2 separate regions of the Mus musculus genome follow, and region 1 is linked to region 2. A link is a contact called in public promoter capture Hi-C data. All regions are on one chromosome and are shown on one strand. Each heading gives the region's core, a stretch centred on a gene start, on an enhancer-like site or on the middle of the called end of the contact. The rest is flanking DNA. Distances are from core to core; before and after follow the strand shown.

The links. Promoter capture Hi-C pulls out the DNA fragments that hold promoters and counts their contacts.
Region 1: a promoter capture Hi-C map of second pharyngeal arch cranial neural crest shows a contact between it and region 2. The contact joins the promoter of Cox7a2 here to the enhancer-like site in region 2. A contact is called at or near these places in 8 of 39 promoter capture datasets (the C10 cell line, the HPC-7 cell line, cranial neural crest and 5 more) and 14 of 115 datasets of contacts at active chromatin or transcription factors (acute myeloid leukemia, craniofacial prominence, embryonic basal ganglia and 9 more).

What each region holds. Positions count from the first base shown.
Region 1 is chr9:79,757,266-79,762,821 of GRCm38.p6, forward strand. Cox7a2 (cytochrome c oxidase subunit 7A2) reads right to left here and starts at 2,588. Exons shown (of 4, transcript NM_009945.3): 1 at 2,375-2,588; 2 at 1,225-1,314. The coding sequence starts at 2,392. It also overlaps the pseudogene Gm51685.
Region 2 is chr9:78,774,633-78,780,072 of GRCm38.p6, forward strand. No RefSeq gene overlaps it. Among named protein-coding and RNA genes, the nearest start is that of Gm39376, 8.3 kb to the right of the region's middle. Within about 2 kb of position 2,714, at least 1 of the 459 cell types and tissues checked has an H3K27ac peak or open chromatin away from gene starts, as enhancers often do. A contact at or near this core is called in second pharyngeal arch cranial neural crest, where this site is marked.

The sequences.
Region 1 (5,556 bases), core at 1,338-3,837, 980 kb after region 2:
TTTTCAAGTTCCTTATGCTCATGCACAGAGTCTACACAAGTATCTGAGAGAAGGCTTCTTAACTAATAGACTTGTTTACAGTATTTCCAGTACCAGCTAAACTTCTGTCTCTAATGCATACACTGCTCAGCTTGTAAAAAGCCTGTGACTGATGCTATCTTTCTCCCATACCTGGCAAACATTCTATTTTAAATATTTCTACTTATATGGCAAGGAGTGAGGTTACCACTCATTTCTGTTTGCTCTGAAAAGACTGCTCCAATAACTGCCAGAGAAGCTACAGTTTTGGTTTTTTTGTTTGTTTGTTTTTTTGATTCTAAGAACATTTAAAGTCAGGGCAGAATAGCCTTAAATCTACAAAACCGAAAAGATAATGACAGGGTCACAACCATCTCTTGGTGACACTGACACGGTCAAGCTGGTATATAAAAAATTTGTGTCCAGAAAGGGGCTTCATAGCTTTGAAGGCAAGAGCACATGGCAGAACTTCTGTTCCACCAGTGCATGGGGCCAGCAGTGGTCCTCCATCTCGATAGCCAGAGAAATCATATTCTGTCCCCATGAAATGGCATTCTCCAAACCTCTGCAGCTTCCAATCCACTAGCTAGGATGCAGGAGTTAGGGCAGGAGCAGAATACAAGGCTAACTAAGTGTCAGTCAGAACTGCAATGCCTGCCACATTCCACAGAAATCTTCATCTCGCGCCCTGACAGCTATAGTGAGATCATACATTTCTTACAAATCTGCAATTCTTTGAGTACCAGTGACACAACCATACCTAAGCTGCACATCTGTTTCTTCTCCTTCAGCAATAAAGCGTGTATTTTTAGATCTTGGTTGTTCTCCTGGGGGGGGGGGGTGTCTTTTGATGTTTCCTTAGAAGCCTTCCCCACTTAAAATTATTTACTGTACTCTTCCCTGCAGGTATGCTACACCCTGTAACAATTCCTGCTTATTTTTTGTTTCTGGACTCTTTTTTATGGTTTATGCAATTATTCCCCCAAAGATTACCAATTCATCAAATCACACACACAATTCACTGGCTTCTGCATTTTTCCCACCTCCCTGAGCACCTCTTAGACACAGCAAATAATCCTCCTTACGATAAAAAAAAAAAAAAAAAAAAAAAAAAAACCTTGAGAGCCTCTAAGAAGCAGATCCTCTGGACTTACTCTACCGTGCCAGCTCTGTTACAATTAACAATCACATAGAACACTTCAGTACCTGAAACAGCTTTTGTTTCTCTGGAACCTTGTTTTCAAAATGCCTTCGTGAAGTGGTGCTGATGGTCCTCTGGGCAATCTGACGAAGGGCCTGAAACAGAAAATTCACATGCATCGAACAAGACCTAAGAGTCCAAAGAAACCTGTAAAGGCAACTTCCAACCCTTCACACTGAAAGGAAGCTGAGATTTAAAGCATTATCGAACTTGTCAGTACTATCCAAGACTAGCATCCAGATTTTCTACATGTTGTCTATTCTCTGCTCTGTGCTTCATGTTACATATCATAGTCTTCAGAAACCATGACCTATATATAACCTGTGCCTGAAATTAATCAGTAGTATTTTATAGAACAAAACATGCTGATATACAGAAAAATAAATGATATAGACATCTTATAAGTTCTAACATTTTCATTTAATATTTGCCTATGTCAAAAATCTATTCCTGGCAGGGTAGTGGAGGCTCAAGACTTTAATCGCAGCACTAGGGAGGCAGAGGCCATGCTAGTCTACAGATTTAGTTCCAGGATAGCCAAGGCACTGAAAAATTACTTTGCAGTGGAGGGCACATGCTAGAACACTCCTGGACATCTAAGAAAAATGTAATTGGTGTTAAGTCTTAATTGTGTTAAACGATTACAAAATAAAATCAAAACACACCTTTTTAAATTTTGGAGAAATATTCACCAAGTGTTAAAGGTAATTCTGAATCGTCATTACACTTCAATCATGAAACCCATTAAATCCCAACTAAAACTGTACAATTTAGTTCTTTGGCTTACTTCTTTGAATCAGGTAAAATTTTATCTTTTCACTATGATACAAAACAAAATGACAACAAAAAGCCACCTTCCACCTAGGTTTTCCAGGTGTCCAAGATCCCCCCACTGGAGCCTACGTCAGAGCTACAGTCATAGCCATAAGCAACGGTAAGCTGTAGTGACCAAGAACCAAATGCGATCCTGCTCTTCCCTCTACGACTACCCAGAAACAGCCAGGGGCGAGTGGACGGAAGGTCAGGGAAAAGGACGCGCGGCCAAGGTGACTCCGGCTGCTGTCTTCTGCCACATTTCCAGCACGCCTTTCTGTCAGGATGCCTGACCCTCCGCCCCGACACTCCAGTACCAGCCAAACCCCCAAAGCTACCTACCAGCAGATTCCGCAACATCTTGGCTCGGTTGTTACCCACCAACCGCGACTACTGAACGCCAAAAATCGAAAGCCACCAGACCGGAAACGGAACTCCCTCCTAGCGCTGCGCGCGCGTCGAGCAAGAGGGCTCGTTCCGGGAAGAGGAGGGGCTCGCGCTCCCGACCATAGAGAGCGGAAGGCGAGCCAGAGCGACTTCTCGCAGCGGCCCGTCTAGCCTCCGGACCTCCGAAGCTATCCTTACCACTTGGCTCCGCCCTGCCGCGCCTGCCGCCGGACCCAGAATCACAATGGAAAGCAAACGCCACCCGCAATGGAGAGGCGTGAAGTCTTGCAGCCCTCTTCATACGCTCTGGTGAAGTCAGTGGACAACCAGACTACCCGGAAAGTAGCTTGTCTTGTGAGAAGGCTTTGAGCCATTGTTTACAGTCTGAAGGAACAATGGATGTCAAAGCTACGTCGTACAAGCTTAAATATTCAAAAGCTCCTCTTAATACGGATAGAGTCCAGTTTTAGGGTTTGTCTTCCACAGATGAAAGTGGGAGGCGTTAGTCTTTGTGCTGAGATCATATAGGAACGACCGATGTTGGCATCCACAGGTATGCCAACCTGTGGATCTTCTGCTAAACTCCTTGTGCTGGAAGCTCTTCCTGTGTCCCCAGACTGGAACTGGCTGACTTCGTTATTGAGTCTGGGAAAACGCTGAAAAGAGGGGAATACATTTTTAAATCCACGTTCAACACAAATATCGACTGTGTCGTGCTTTCTCAGATCCGCAGCACATTTCACTCCTGGATGGAGCTGTCAGAAGTGCGCGTATTTTACAGATAGGCTGTTAGCATTTTGCATCAGTCTTGCATAACTATTCCTCCTTACAACTGCCTTTATTCTTCTGCACACTAATGTACAAGTAAAAATAATCTACTCAACAATACAAATGTCTTTCCACCCTTTTGCAAACTCAGAAACGACTTCATTGCCATTTCAGGTAAAAGCTAATGATAAACGGGTTCCACAGTGTTGCGTGAATAAAAACTGGTAATGCTTAATTCCTTCAAATCTTGGGGTACTTTTTTCTTCATAACCTACTGTACCCCCAACACAGTCTAAATTTTCTTCCTTACCAAGTTTATAAACACCCATTATAACTGACTTTTTTTCTACCACCTCTTAATTATTCAATGTACCATCGAGCATAATTACCAACAGCTGGGGATGGGGAGTTTTGTTTTTTTTTTTTTTTTGTTTTGTTTTTTACATTTATTGTCTGTAATTGGAATTCGTTAAAGTTTGTGCTGCTGTCGCTGTTTCACCACAGGATATAAGTTTTCCCAGAACCGACTGTATACTTACCATTCCCCTAACACTAATAAAAATGGGCCTACTAGGGGGGCTGGTGAGATGGCTCAACGGGTAAGAGCGCTGACTGCTCTTCTGAAGGTCCTAAGTTCAAATCCCAGCAACCACATGGTGGCTCACAACCACCCATAATGAGATCTGATTACCTCTTCTGGTGTGTCTGAAGTCAGCTACTTACATATAATAATAAGTAAATCTTAGAAAAAAATAGGCCTACTAACCAACACTAAGTGCATACTGTTTGACATTCCTAGGAATAGTGACTGTCCAAGAAGAACCAAGAGTTTACATTAAAACTACCTATAACAGCGTTGTCACTTAGGGCAGTACAATTTTCTCTTTACTGGACCACTCCATCTACAGACACATTCCATTTTAAAAAGGAAAGGACACATATGAAACAAAACAGTGTTTCTATCCCATTCTCTCCAGAATAAAAGCAGACTTCTGCAACTTGTGTGCCCCTCCTTTTGTGTTAGTCTTTTCCAAAATCACTTCTTAGGCAAGCTTCTGCATTATCAGCCACGGATATCACAGGTGCTCATTCCCCCAGAGTACATTTTAATTTGGAAATAAACTATCAAGGCAAAGGGAGCAACATGAGTGTGGAATGCGAGCCTTTTAAGGAGGTTTCCACACACCACTCTCCTAAGAGTCCTCTTGCACGTTGATCCTTAGTTTCTGCTTGACTCCTCATCCTACCAACACCAAAATTTCAACATACCTTTCCCTAATTCATACTAAACTATTTATACTTTCATTTTTTAATCTCTTAAAGTCTCTGCAATTTCCCCCAAACATTAACATTTTTCTACCAAACCCTACAATCAAATTCTATCTGTACAACTTCAGAATCTTATCTGACCATTTATGATCTGTAACATCACCACTGCAGGCCAAGCCAGCAACATCTTGTGATTTTATTTCTGCAAAAGTCTTAATTTGTTTCGATCTTCATCTTCTGTCACTGTTGTTTCCCATCATCCAGATTTTAAAAAAAAATGCTTGTTAGAAAAAAAAAGGACTCTGTCTACACACATAAAAATCCATTGAACATAAAAGCAAATGAACAAGAACAAATCATCTAATGTGTTGGCTTCATTCCACAACTCTGTCCGTCCCAGGGCTCTTCACTAACTTGTTTCTGCATTCTTAACTGCCATTACTTGGACAGAAAAATTTGGCTTAAATTTGCCTCAATCGATCAGACTTTATTGATTAATCCTAAATTCACTAGAAATTTACTACCAGGTCTCCGAATTTATCCAATGACATAAACTAACTTTCAAAATGGGCTCCTTTCCAAAACATCAGTTTGGGGTTGTTTGCTTTGTTTTTGGTTGTTGTTGTTGTTCTTGTTCTTTATTACAAAATAGTTCTTTGGAAGAACTGCTGACATGAGATTTAACTCCAAATTTTAAAAGTTGAAGTTGCTAGGCTTATTCATTTTATAAGTCCAAGTTTAATGAAGGAATGTGTCTGAAAACTAGAATGTCTAGTGGCCTCACTTCCAGATTATTATTTCCCTTTATTGCGTATCACAGATGGATTGAGGGTTGATCATTTCTTAATATTTCTCTACCAGAAATCGTTGTGGTTGTGGTTTCTATGTTGAAACTTCATTAGCTATTACTGTTGAATGCACCAGGCCAACGGAAGAAAACTCTCAGCAGATGGCAGAGCATACTTACGTAGAGAGAGGGGAACAGACGAATAGCATGGCTGAAGACGAGAGGAGGAGGAGTTCACAGAAGGCTGGTAGCCATGACAAACATAAGTATCACTTTGAAAGTGCTTTAGGGCCATTCAAAGATTTAAGGAGTG
Region 2 (5,440 bases), core at 1,464-3,963:
TCTGACTGACTACATTATAAAAATCTAAGAGTGTGTCTTTTACATTTTTGTATTCCTTTAACATCTGTCTTGAAAGTTGGTTAATAGGTAATTGTCTATTCAATGATTTTGGGGGGTCCATAAATATTCCAATTAAAGTATGATATGTAAAAATTTATTGAGCCTGGAAGTGGTGGCGCATGCCTTTAATCCCAGCACTTGGGAGGCAGAGGCAGGCAGATTCTGAGTTTGAGGCCAGCCTGGTCTACAGAGTGAGTTCCAGAGCAGCCAGGGCTACACAGAGAAACCCTGTCTCAAGAAAAAAAAATATTGAATTGGTACAGGAGAAACATAAACAGAATGATTTTTAAATAATTCTCTTTTACTTACTTAGACTCACATTTAAAATGAGACTTGGTTTTGAGTGAATTTAAGTACAAAAACGATATGTTTTTCAAAAGCCTCTGTAAGGAATGGGCTGGTTAGTTTTGTAGATGTGACAAACGAGAGACACTTGGGAAGAGGAAATCTCATTTGAGGAATTGCCTCCAGCAGATTGGTCTATGGGCATGTGTGTCAGCCTCATTTACCGTAGGTGGTGCCACCCTGGCCAGATAGTCCTGGGTTGTATACCTCAGGTGGCTGCCTAGGAAGCAAGTCTGAAAACAGTGTCACTCCACGGTCTCTGCATCAGTTCCTGCTGCTAGTTCTGCCTTGAGCTCCTTCCCTGACTTCCCTCAGCGATGGGTTGTGACCTGGTAGCTATAAGATGAAACAAATCATTCCTCCTTCGAAGTTGATTTTGGTCAGTGTTTTGTCACAGTAACAGAGAAAGAAGCAACTGAGAACAGACTGTTCAGGACTCCTTGTAAACAAGATGGGCTTCATTCTGGGGGTGTGCCAACTAGAACACACCCCTCTGTTCTTATTCAAAGGCAACACTGGATTATTCAACCAGTTCGGTTGATTTCAAATAAAGCAACACCTGGCTAGATTGTAACACGTCCACTAGATGGCAGGCGACTGCAGCAGGAGGAGAACCCATGGTATTTTAGGGGAATGGTTTATTTCCACCCACTTGTCTCTGTCAACAGGCCTTGCTAATAAGTGCCTTAATTTCTATAAAGTTTTTCAGCATGAGTTTTCCAGAGTTTTAAGGAGCGATTGCAACACACTCCACGAACTGTACCTGCCATAATATTTTCCACCACCACATTTAACTGTAGGCTGACCTTTTATTCACCTTAATTTTCTTAGACCATAAATACTGTCCTGATCTAACACGGAAATCAAAATAGAACAATGAGAAAAATGCGTCATTTAGTGAATAGAGAACACACAATTTCTTATTTCTGTGAACACCAGAGTTTAAATGTGTCTAGGAATTGGTTACTTGGAAACAATGGGGCGCAAATACAGTTCTGCTCAGTAGTGCGCCAGGACTCTAAGCAAGCGTGGCTCACATTTATCAGTTTGCTCTTGACATGTCTAGTGGATGTTTGAGATTGAAACCATGTCCAATAAATCTCCATTTCTGTGCAATTATCCCGGGAGTAGAAAGATAGAGCATGGCTTGTGCTCGTGGTGGGCATGGCTTGTGCACTTTAGGGCACATCTTGTGATTGCCATATGCAGGGATCCATCCCATAATCAGCTTCCAAATGCTGACACCATTGCGTACACTAGCAAGATTTTGCTGAAAGGACCCAGATATAGCTCTCTCTCTTGTGAGATTATGCCGGGGCCTAGCAAACACAGAAGTGGATGATCACAGTCAGCTATTGGATGGGTCACACGGCCCCCAATGGAGGAGCTAGAGAAATTACCCAAGGAGCTAAAGGGAACTGCAACCCTATAGGTGGAACAACAATATGAACTAACCAGTACCCCAGAGCTCTTGTCTCTAGCTGCATATGCATCAAAAGATGGCCTAGTCGGCCATCACTGCAAAGAGAGGCCCATTGGACTTGCAAACTTTATATGCCCCAATGCAGGGGAACGCCAGGGCCAAAAAGGGGGAGTGGGTGGGTAGGGGATTGGGGGTGGGTGGGTATGGGGGACCTTTGGGATAGCATTGAAAATGTAAACGAGGAAAATACCTAATTAAAAAAAAAAGAGGAGAAAAAAAAAAGATAGAGCATGGCTTGTGCTCTTGGTGGGCGTGGCTTGTGCACTTTAGGGCGTGACCGGGCTTCCTCTATTATAGATATTTTCTTTGCTTTGCTGCATTGTTCATATGTATTCTGTCTTATAGAGCTGCCAATAATAATATTTAAACAAGTGCTTATTCATATGCCTAAATTAAGTGAAATAAACTACATGAAGGAGCTGCGTTGGTTGCTCTGTCGTATTAGAGTTCCGTGTTTTTTTCATTGCTATGACTAACACTCGAGGGAGAAGTCCACCCAACTGATTTACGGCATTTAAGCTTATCCCTTAGCATATAAGTCTATTCTATACACAGCAGAAGCTATTACACGCGGAGCAGTTATGAGCTTTGCATCCGCTGCCTTTGACTTTGCCATCTCTATCTAATTTAGTCAACTGAAAAATGGAGCTCTAAGGAGGGACTGTGAACTTTTTAGTTAACAGAACTAGACAGAAAGACCACTTTAATGGTTTTGTTAGACAGATCTTGAAAGTCAGCAGGGTAGATTAGAAGCACGTGCTCTACACACCTGTGGCCTGAGGTTCCTTTCTGGCTGTTGAGGAATAAATGAGAGCAAAGCGAAAACAAATGAAGGTCAAAGGAGTTCCTTCCTAAAGGGCAGAGCCTAGCTGATCCCGGCCCTCAGCTGGTAAGGGTTTTGAACGTCTATTTAGAGATAAAAGCATGGGGTCTTGGAATTGCATTTCCTATGACCCCCCCCCCCGCCCATTCCATATTAAAAACACTGGTGTGTGTGTGTGTGTGTGTGTGTGTGTGTGTGTGCATTTAGAACTCAATTTACTTCTCTTCCCAACATTAATTTCCTTCAAAATCAAAGACCTCTAGTATAAAACAGATGGCTAACTCCATCTCTCACTGCATTTGAACAGGAATCCAGGAACGAGGTCTCATCCCAGAAACAACTGACATTCTAATAGCAGTAGTCTATGGCCAACGCTGTTAATTTTGTACAAGGAGAAATTAGGATAATTGAATGACAATACATTTTCTTATTTAACAAATATTTGCATTGTGCCTAATATTGCAACCCCCAATGTCACGCAAACAAAACCAAACATAAATACATAATTTATCAGTACGTTAAAGAAAATAGAAAGCAGGACTCTCACAGTTCTTGGACTAAATTTATGTTCTTGTCCTAAAGACTTTATCGACACTAAAGAAATAATGTCATGGGTGCTGGAGAGAGGGCTCAGCAGTTAAGAGAACTGAATGCTCTTCCAGAGGTCCTGAGTTCAATTCCCAGCAACCACGTGGTGGCTCACAACCATCTGTAATGGGATACAATGCCCTCTTCTGGTGTGTCTCAAGACAGCTACAGTGCACTCATATACATAAAATAAATAAATAAATCTAAAAAAAAATAATGTTATTAGAGGAAGCTAGCCCTGCCCCTGGCCTTGTCACAGTGGTCTGCTTCACAACTGGGTCTGTTCCTGCCGCTCTTGAAGCTGTGTGTTCCCAGAGGTCACCTTGTAGACATTGAATATGAAACGGAAGTTGCTCATACTTGGAGTTCCCAGTGGAAAGTCAGGTATATTTTGCTTCATTTGTTGTGTTCTTAGTTTGAAAGCTGATTCGGCTTGGCTGACGAGCTTCCCTGGATGTTTGTTGTCTTGCCTTCGGTGATTTTCAGTTTGTTTGTTTGTTGTTTTTCTCTGCAGTAACTAAGGGGAAGAAAACACATCATCGTAGGTTGGCTGAGCGTGCAATGAGCATGAGCACATAATGGGGCTATTTGCAAGTTAGGACACTTTTGAGAGTGAAAGGACATTTAATAAGGAGAACAGGCAATGGTTGTAAATTGGAACCATCCTGGACATGTGGACGTAAGATTGTCCTACATAACTGCTCACTGCTGGCCAGTGTTTTTTCCACTTTCTCTTCATTTGAGGATAAGTAAATTTAGATAACCAATTTAAAAATGGGCGCACAGTCTCTTACAGATGGATTCTTCTTGCTATCTCGTTAGGGATTCTTAGCATGATAAGTAGCTGACTTTCTCCCCATTTATAAATAATCTTATTAAATTATAATTGACAAGTTATTTAACGTTATTAAAGTAACAATGTACAAGTTTAAAGTGTGCACATTGATATGGTCTCTCTCTCTCTCCCTCCTACCCTCCCTCTTCCTCCCCCTGTCTACACACACACACACACACACACACACACACACAGAGAGAGAGAGAGAGAGAGAGAGAGAGAGAGAGAGAGAGATCCTTAAGACCATTAGTCTCCCAAATATGGTCATCCTGGCATCATTTCTCATAGACTGAGGCAACCACGATGTATTTCCCCCCGACTTTTATTTAAACATTTAAAAAATTAGCATACACAGTACTAGGTTTCATTATAGTATTTTTGAAAAACATAGTTTTTGTTGATTATCCGTCCTCCTCTTCTACCCACCCTTCTTTCCAGCTTTTATGTCACATGTGTAATATCTGCCTACCTTTTAAAAAATTTTGTTCTTTTTAATTAGGTATTTATTTCATTTACATTTCCAATGCTATCCCAAAAGTCCCCCACATGCTCCCCACCCACTCCCCCACCCACCCACTCCCACTTCTTGGCCCTGGTGTTCCCCTGTACTGAGGCAGATAAAGTTTGCACAACCAATGGGCCTCTCTTTCCACTGATGGCCGACTAGGCCATCTTCTGATACATATGCAGCTAGAGATACGAGCTCTGGGGGGTACTGGGTAGTTCATATTGTTGTTCCACCTATAGGGTTGCAGTTCCCTTTAGCTCCTTGGGTACTTTCTCTAGCTCCTCCATTGGGGGCCCTGTGATCCATCCAATAGCTGACTGTGAGCATCTACTTCTGTGTTTGCTAAGTCTGTCTACCTTTTATTCTCTAGCATCATTCCAATGGTTTCCTTCCTAGCTTTCTAGTCTATATTCACACTCACCCCAACAATATATAGACATAAACACTATAAGCAAGAACATGTATATGGGAGAGAACATGTGATTTTTGTTTTAGACTGACTTACCTCACTTAATGTAATACTTTTCAGATTTATCTATTTTTTTTGCAACTTTTATTTTCTTTATATAAGAATAAAATTGACACACACACTACATTTTCATTATTCATTTGAGGTGGACATCTAGGCTTGTTCCATTTCCTTGCTGTTGGGAATAAAGCATCAATAAACGTGGATGTGCAGGTAGAGTCTTTTGGATATAGATCCCAGAGTGGAATAACTGGGTCGTGTGGAAATTCTATTTTTAATTTTATGAGCCACTTTCTTACTGTATTCTATAGTGGTTGTGCCAATCTATA